Regions from separate parts of the Eptesicus fuscus genome. Here region 1 is linked to region 2. A link is a contact called in public Hi-C data. All regions are on one chromosome and are shown on one strand. The core of a region is the stretch at or near the end of the contact, and the rest is flanking DNA. Distances in the headings are between cores, read along the strand shown.

What was found. A called contact is a pair of places that touch in the nucleus more often than the background predicts.
Region 1: a Hi-C map of liver shows a contact between it and region 2, with 5 times the contacts expected there. The contact joins the promoter of ZSWIM2 here to the promoter of CALCRL in region 2. A contact is called at or near these places in 2 of 2 Hi-C or Micro-C datasets (liver and muscle).

Annotation. Positions count from the first base shown.
Region 1 is chr11:93,125,827-93,129,803 of DD_ASM_mEF_20220401, reverse strand. It overlaps ZSWIM2 (zinc finger SWIM-type containing 2), which reads right to left and starts at 1,628. Exons shown (of 10, transcript XM_054723201.1): 1 at 1,461-1,628. The coding sequence starts at 1,628. LOC114233363 (a long non-coding RNA gene) reads left to right here and starts at 2,697. Exons shown (of 3, transcript XR_008557446.1): 1 at 2,697-3,027.
Region 2 is chr11:92,894,593-92,898,564 of DD_ASM_mEF_20220401, reverse strand. CALCRL (calcitonin receptor like receptor) reads right to left here and starts at 1,563. Exons shown (of 15, transcript XM_054723288.1): 1 at 1,440-1,563.

The DNA of each region.
Region 1 (3,977 bases), core at 379-2,878, 230 kb before region 2:
TGCACTCGGCAGGTCAAAGCATAAACCACCCAAACGCCCCGGGCCACGCCCGCTGGGAGGGTCGGACGGTGTGGGACGGTGAGAGCAGGATATGCCAATATCTGAAACATCCGTGGACTTTCAGCAAAACCACAAAGAACTTTTATCCACTAAGACCCTTCCAGGGCGCCATCATGTACATCCTTTTTTAGGGTCTTATCAGCTGGAGAGTGGCTAACGGTCCAGGAAACCGGTTTCGGTATTTAGCCGTGATAGCGGTTTGCAGGCAGAGAGCAGCTTTCCGTGTCAGTTGCGGGGCTAGTGCGGGCTAAGGACGCCCCTAACCCTAACCCTCACCCTAACCCTAACCCTGACCCTGACCCTAACCCCAACCCTAACCCTAATCCTCTAACCCTAACCCTAACCCTAACCCCAACCCCAACCCGTACCCTCACCCTCACCCCAACCCTAATCCTAACCCCAACCCTAACCCTAACCCCAACCCTCACCCTAACCCTCACCCTAACCCTAACCCTAACCCAACCCTAATCCTAATCCAACCCTAACCCTAACCCTCACCCTCACCCTAATCCTAACCCTAACCCTAACCCTAACCCTAATCCTAACCCTAACCCTCACCCTCACCCTAATCCTAACCCAACCCTAACCCTAACCCTCACCCTAACCCTCACCCTCACCCTAACCCAACCCTCACCCTAACCCTAACCCTCCCAACCCCGGCTTCCAACCACAGGCCTCCTCCCCAGCCCAAGGTCAGAGGCCATCCTCTCCCCGGTGGGGCGCCATCTGGAGTCCCACCCCAGAGGGAACCTTCTCTCAGCAACATGGTCCCTGTGCAGCGCGCCCCTAGGGGCTGAGCCCAGATGGCCTTAGGGACTGGAGGGGCCGGCGGGCGGTGGGACTGGGGGCCCAGGGCGGGTCAGGTGGGGCAGGTGGGGCTGGGGCGGGGTTAGAGGGGCAGGGGCGGGGTTAGAGGGGCAGGGGCGGGGTTAGAGGGGCAGGGGCGGGGTTAGAGGGGCAGGGGCGGGGTTAGAGGGGGCAGGGGCGGGGTTAGAGGGGCAGGGGCGGGGTTAGAGGGGCAGGGGCGGGGTTAGAGGGGGCAGGGGCGGGGTTAGAGGGGGCAGGGGCGGGGGGGGCGGGGGGCGGGCCGGCGGGCGGTGGGACTGGGGGCCCAGGGCGGGTCGGGTGGGGCCGGTGGGGGCCGGGGGGCGGGGCCGGGGCGGGGAGGGGCCGGGGCCCGGGGCGGTGGGGCTGGGGGCCGGGCGGGAGGGGCAGGGGGGGGTGGGGAGGGGCGGGGCGGGGCCGGTGGGGCCGGGGCGGGGGGCAGGGGCAGGGGCGGGGCCGGGGGCCGGCGGGCGGTGGGACTGGGGGCCCAGGGCGGGTCGGGTGGGGCCGGTGGGGGGGGCCGGGGCCGGCGGGGCCGGGGCGGCGGGGCGGGGCCGGGGCCCGGCGGCCGTTACTCGGAAGTCGCGGAAGGCGGGCTCCTCCTCGCGCAGCAGGAAGCCGGTGGGGCCGCTCTCCCGCACCAGGTAGATGCTGCCGCCCAGCGCCCGGTCCTGCGCGCGGCTCAGCCGGCGGCTCAGGTGTCTGCGCCGCGGAGCGGCCTTGGCGGGGCCTCCGCGCTGCATCGCCCGGCGCGGCCGACCGCGGGCCCCGGCGGCCCCCCACCTCCGGCGCCGCCGTTGTCCTGGTGACGGGTGGGGTCCGCGCCGCCGGTTGCCTTGGTGACGGGTGGGGACCGCGCCGCCGGTTGCCTTGGTGACGGGTGGGGACCGCGCCGCCGGTTGTCCTGGTGACGGGTGGGGACCGCGCCGCCGGTTGCCTTGGTGACGGGTGGGGACCGCGCCGCCGGTTGCCTTGGTGACGGGTGGGGACCGCGCCGCCGGTTGCCTTGGTGACGGGGTGGGGACCGCGCCGCCGGTTGCCTTGGTGACGGGTGGGGACCGCGGCGTCCCGGCGTGCCTTGCGCGAGCGGAGGCGGGGACCGGAGCGGGCGGGTGAGGACGCCGCCGCCCGCGCTCCTTCCCCGGCGCCCGGCCCCGGCCCGGGAGGGTCCCTAAGGCCGCCGGCGGGTCGGGGGGCCGGGCCGGAGGCTGTCAGTCCCTCCGCGGGGCCCCCGGGCCGGGCCTTGGTTGTGTGGGGACCGGCGCGCCGCCCGGCTTGGGCTCCGGGTGCGGAGAAGATGCCGACTCGTCATCAGGTCGGAACCGAGGCCCTTGCGGCGTCGGCAGGTGCCGCTGGCCTGTCCCCAGCCCGCGAGGGGCCTGCGGGGTCCGATCCAATGGGCCCAGCTCACCACCGAGCCGCCCGCGAGGCATCCACGCCCCCGCCCTCCCGGGGAACGGGCCTGTGGACCCGCCCCGCCCCTCCGGCTGGACCATGTCCCCCGCTCAGACCCCTGCCCGCCCCTCCCCCCAGCCCGCCCCCCCTCCCGCCCCGCCCCGCCCACCCCCTCCCACTCCCGCCCCTGGGGGCCCCTCCCCTCTGGGCTCCAGACCACCTAATGGGTTTATAACGGGAACCACCTTGGCCTCTGCTCCTCCTCCGGGGGCCCTAACACAGGCATCTGACCCAGGAAGCACGATCCTGAAATGTGGGGTGGGGGTGGGGGTGGGACGGGGGGGGGGTCCCTACATTGCCTGATGGGGTCAGGATGTGTTGGGGAGGGAGGCGGGTGGAATCTGTTGACTCTGTGCCTTCTAAGATGTCGGATCCCTGTGTAAGGAATAGGATTGTCAGCCTTGGTACCAACCTTGTCCCAGAACCTGAAACCGCCCCTGACCTGGTCTCTGGCTCCCGGGGAGCCGGTAATGAGAGGAGCCCAGCAAAGAAGCCGGGTCCCTGGGGTCTCTACAGTGGAAACCGGAAACAGCCACCGGGTGACGTCAGGATGGAGGACACCTGTCCCAGCCTCTCCTGGGAGGAAGCCACAAGCCGGCCATGGCCACAGCCGGAGAGGGGAGATGCCCGAAGGCCACCACACGAAAGAAGGTGCTGGAAGGTGCGGCCTTCGCCTGAGCCATCCAGGTAAACACCACGCCATCCCAGGTCTGACTCAGAACAGCCAACACACGTGCGGCCAGACCCCCAACGTCACCATCACGTTAATGGTGCTGGATGGTAAAGCCAGACATTATCACTAGGAAAAACTCACTGAAGCCAAAAGGAATCATACATTGAATTCCCGTAGTTTGTTTATTAAGACTTACACTTTTAAAAATACAAAATAAATTAGTGACAGCCTACACCTTCTAAATAACAAGATGAATGAGGTTTTAGAACAAAGACACTATTCAACAACCATTCACTCTCCATATATGTGTGTGTGTACCTAGCTATCCATCCATATATACAACATATATACTTATATATACACACACTTATACATAAGTATATGTAAGTATATATACACATATATTTCCATATGTATTTTATCTCCATATACATTATCTTCTATACTAATAAAAGGGCAATATGCTAATTAGACCACACGTCTTCCGGACATCTTCCAGACATCCTACCGGACAAAGCTGCAGCGGATCGGCGGCTGTGAGGCCCGGGGCTCTGGCCTCGTACCCGTGGCCACTGGCAGTGGCAGCAGCAGCAGTGGGGTGATGGGGGCGGCGCCTTCCCCTGATCTGCCCTGTCGCCTCCCGCAGAGGGAGCGGACCTAGGCCGTCAGTAGGATATCTCCTGAGGGCTCCCAGACTGTGAGAGGGGGCAGGCCAGACTGAGGGACATCCCCCCCCCCCCAGTGCACGAATTTTTGTGCACCGGGCCTCTAGTACAGAATATATAGTTACTTAAGAATGACCTTGAGGACAGCTTTAAAAAAATATTAAATGGGAGAAAAAAAGGGGACATATGTAATGCTTTCAACAATAAAGATTAAGAACAACAATAGTAAGTAACTGGTAAAACAGGTGTGTTTTACTTCATGTAACTAGATAATGACACACCGTGTGTAAGTGATAAAC
Region 2 (3,972 bases), core at 314-2,813:
CCCAGCAGCTCCCTGGGCTCTGCACCCCTGTCCCAGCAGCCCCCTGAGCTCTGCACCCCTGTCCCAGCAGCCCCCTGGGCTCTGCACCCCTGTCCCAGCAGCTCCCCGAGCTCTGCACCCCTGTCCCAGCAGCCCCCCGGGCTCTGCACCCCTGTCCCAGCAGCCCCCCGGGCTCTGCACCCCTGTCCCAGCAGCCCCCGGGCTCTGCACCCCTGTCCCAGCAGCCCCCCGAGCTCTGCACCCCTGTCCCAGCAGCTCCGGCCGCCCTGGTGTCAGGTCAGGACAGCCTGCGGCACCAGCAGGGGCTTGGTCCCTGTTCCCTGCGTCCTGTCCCGGGAACCCTGCCTTCAGGGCACGGGCTCCACTTTGTATTTTTTTAAATATAAATATTTTATTGATCTCAGAGAGGAAGAGAGGGCGAGAGAGATGGAAGCATCAGTGATGAGAGGGCATCATGGATCGGCTGCCCCCTGCGCGCCCCACACGGGATGGAGCCTGGAACGTGGGCCTGTGCCCTGACCGGAATCGAACCCGGACCCTCAGTCCCAGGCCGACGCTCTACCCACTGGGCCACCCCGCCGGGGCCGGGCCTCTCCTCTGGGGTCACGGCCGGATGCGCTCACTGGGGACCCGGGTTCCTCTTCACAGCAGCCTCTCGCCCACACCCTCCGCTCCGCTCCGGCCGGGAGGGGGGCCCGCCCCACGGGAAGCCGGGCTCCGGGCTCCGGGCTCCGGGCTCCGGGCGCAGAGCCGCCACCGAGCCCCGCGTCCCCGCGCAGCTGTGCTTCCCCGCGGCCGCCACCCGCCGCCCCGCCGCGGGCGCAGGTCGGGAGCGCGAGGGACGGAGACGCCGCAACAGGAGCAACGGAGTCCCGCCGGCGGACCGCGGGGAGAGCCGAGCGGGAGAGCGCGACCCCCCCCCCCCCGGGCGGTGCTCCCCGAACCCCCTGGACGGTGCTCCCCGAACCCCCCTGGACGGTGCTCCCCGACCCCCCTGGACGGTGCTCCCCGAACCCCCCTGGGCGGTGCTCCCCGAACCCCCCCGGGCGGTGCTCCCCGAACCCCCCGGGCGGTGCTCCCCGAACCCCCCTGGACGGTGCTCCCCGACCCCCTGCGCCCCGCGGGGTGAGCGCGAGGCCCGGGGGGACTCCCGCGCCCCTTCTCCCCGCGGCGCCGGGCGCGGAGGGCGGTCCGGGTGGGGATGCCCGCGGTCACGGTCACGGTCACGGCCGCCCCGCGCGGAGGGCCGGCTCCCCTCGGGCTGAGATGGGACCCGCGCTCGGGTGGGTGTGGGCTCCCCGCTCATTCCTGGACGGTCCGGCCCGCACGGGCGGCGTCTCCCCGCAGATCAGGCGGCGAGGTCGGGGCGCCAGCCCGTCCCCTCCGGGAGGACCGCGAGCCGGACCGGAGCAGCGGGTGCGGAGGAGGCGCTGACTTACCGGCCGCGGGAGCCCCGAGAAGCGCTGGGCGGGCGGCGGTCCGCTCCTCCGCGAACGTCCGGACGCGGGAGCTGCTCCCAGGTGCGCGGAGCCGGCGCCGGCCCTGCGGAGGCGGCGGCAGCAGAGCCCGTCTGAGCGGCGGGGCTCCCTCACCCCGTCCCAGCCGGCGGGGAGGCGGGGCTTCCTGTGACATCAGCGCCCCGCCCGCTCGGGGCTCGGCCACTCCTCCTCCAGGGGCGCCCCCAGGCGGCGCCTGCTCCCCCCCACCCCCCAGGCAAGAAGCAGCTGACCCCGGCAGCACCCACAGGTGGGCTCCTCCACAGGGTGGGCTTCTCCCCTGAGCTCTGCTCCAGCGGCCGGCAGCTGCCTGCGGTGCAAGGGAGTCAGTGTGATGTTCTGTGCACAGACCACAGGGGCTGGGGCGGGCCTGTGTGTGCGCGTGCGCGTGCATGTGTGTGTGTGCATGTGTGTGTGGGTGTGCGTGCATGTGCATATGTGTGTGCGTGCATGCCTGTGTGTGCGTGCGTGTGCATGTGGGCGTGCACATGTGGGTGTGTGGGCGTGCGGGTGTGCATGTGCGTGTGCGTGCGCGCGTGGGTGTGCATGTGTGCGTGTGTGCGTGTGCATGTGTGTATGTGTGCGCGTGTGAATTATACTTCCCAGTGTCCCTGAGGAAATTCTCCATTCCCCTGAGTGAACACAGGGAGTGGTGACTGCAGCGTCTTCATTCACGCTGTGACCCACGCTCATGCGTGTGGGGCTCTGGGAGTCAGCCAGGCCTCGACCAGTTTCCCAGGACGAATGGGAGGAACCTCATGCTGCAGGTTTCTTAAGCATGTTTGCTGTGTTATGACACCAGTATGGGTGTGTTTTTGCTGTGTATGACACTAGGATGCGTGTGTTTTTGCCGTGTTATGACACTAGGATGCGTGTGTTTTTGCCGTGTCATGACACTAGTATGCGTGTGTTTTTGCTGTGTATGACACTAGGATGCGTGTGTTTTTGCCGTGTTATGACACTAGGATGTGTGTGTTTTTCATCAACAAAACCATCGTGTGCCAAGAAAGATAAGTTTATTCCGAACGTGTGTGTGACTCCCTGGGACTGCCCGGGGGCGGCTGTAGGTAAGACGCGGCTTTGGCTACTGTGTACGTGTGTGGAGGTGCGGCAGCAATGATCGATCCTGAAACCGACACAGCTCTACACATCCCTTATGTGTCCGAGCACCGAGGTCCTCATCGGCAAACTAACATGATGATCAGATCAGACCTGACGTCCCTTACGTCTCTAAGCCTCTCAATCCAGTTACGTGACATTTAGAAACAAACAGGCTATTGCGATGTTCATTCTGTCCTTCGTAAATGTGGGATCAGCGGCGCTGAGACACTGCGACGTGACCGCAGTTCTGGAACAAAACGGCGTCCTGGCAGACAATCAGAGGAGGAGCGGCTAGCAACGTGAAGGGGTTCGTGTCCCTGACGCTCTGTGCTCCTCACATTTTTACTAGCTGGACCCCGGAAGAAACTTAGTGCACAATCTTTGACTTGAAGGTCAATAGGATCAAGGTCAATGCAAACACATTCGTATAAAAATAGGATGCATACTAGCCTCTATCCACGGTGATTCTGTGGCTGAGAAACGGAGTTACACCTGTTTCGTTCCTGGGGTTGTCTCCCAGGTCGGGGTTAGGAGGCCGGTGGGATGTTGCTTCAATTTGAGCTATCTCCTCCGGCCCCGAGGAGGAAGTCCGTGATGCAGATTTTAAATCCAAACCTCCCTGCCCATGTCTCTCACCCCCGGGCTCGATACAATATGCGAAAGAGACATCTGACCCCCTAGAAAGAGATCAACATGTAGCTTTGAATTTAAATCATGAAAAATTAAAACGCTTCCTGTTACGTTTGCAAAAACATTGATGTTTTCCCCCAAAGATGAGTTGATTTTATTTGTCCAACACTAGTAAAATCTAGTGAATGGGGGAAAAAATCTATGCTATAAACTTAGGTCATAAGACTCTTTGATCTGACATAAATGCTCTTTCTCCTTTACTGAGCATCCAGGGCACGCCACCTGGCGAGCGCCCCGAAGGTATTGGCTTCATATGAAAGTTCCTGGTCAGGTTCATGTTTATGATCCGTGAGGACGCGGGCTCTTTTCATCCCTGTCATCTGTAAACCTCACGTAGAGAGAACAGGCGACCTGCACCCCTATCGGACCCTTGCAGTTGCTCGCCTGGAAACGCGGGGTGAAACAAGTGGCCTGGGACTTCCGGGAGCCACTCGGTGTGGGGGGATGGGAGGCAGACCCCTCGCGGACACACTGCGACGTGGCCACAAGCAATTGGGGAAACACAGTGGAACAGAATGAAAATATTGCAGTAATCAGTGAGGTGGCTCTTAGACGATGTGGCCGGACTCAGCACGCCCATTCAACCTTATGTGGTAGATATTTTAAATATTCTTTTCAGAGCCAGTCGAAGACACTTGAAATCGCTGATAAGTAGCGAGCAAGCCTGTATTTTGAACCAGATTCG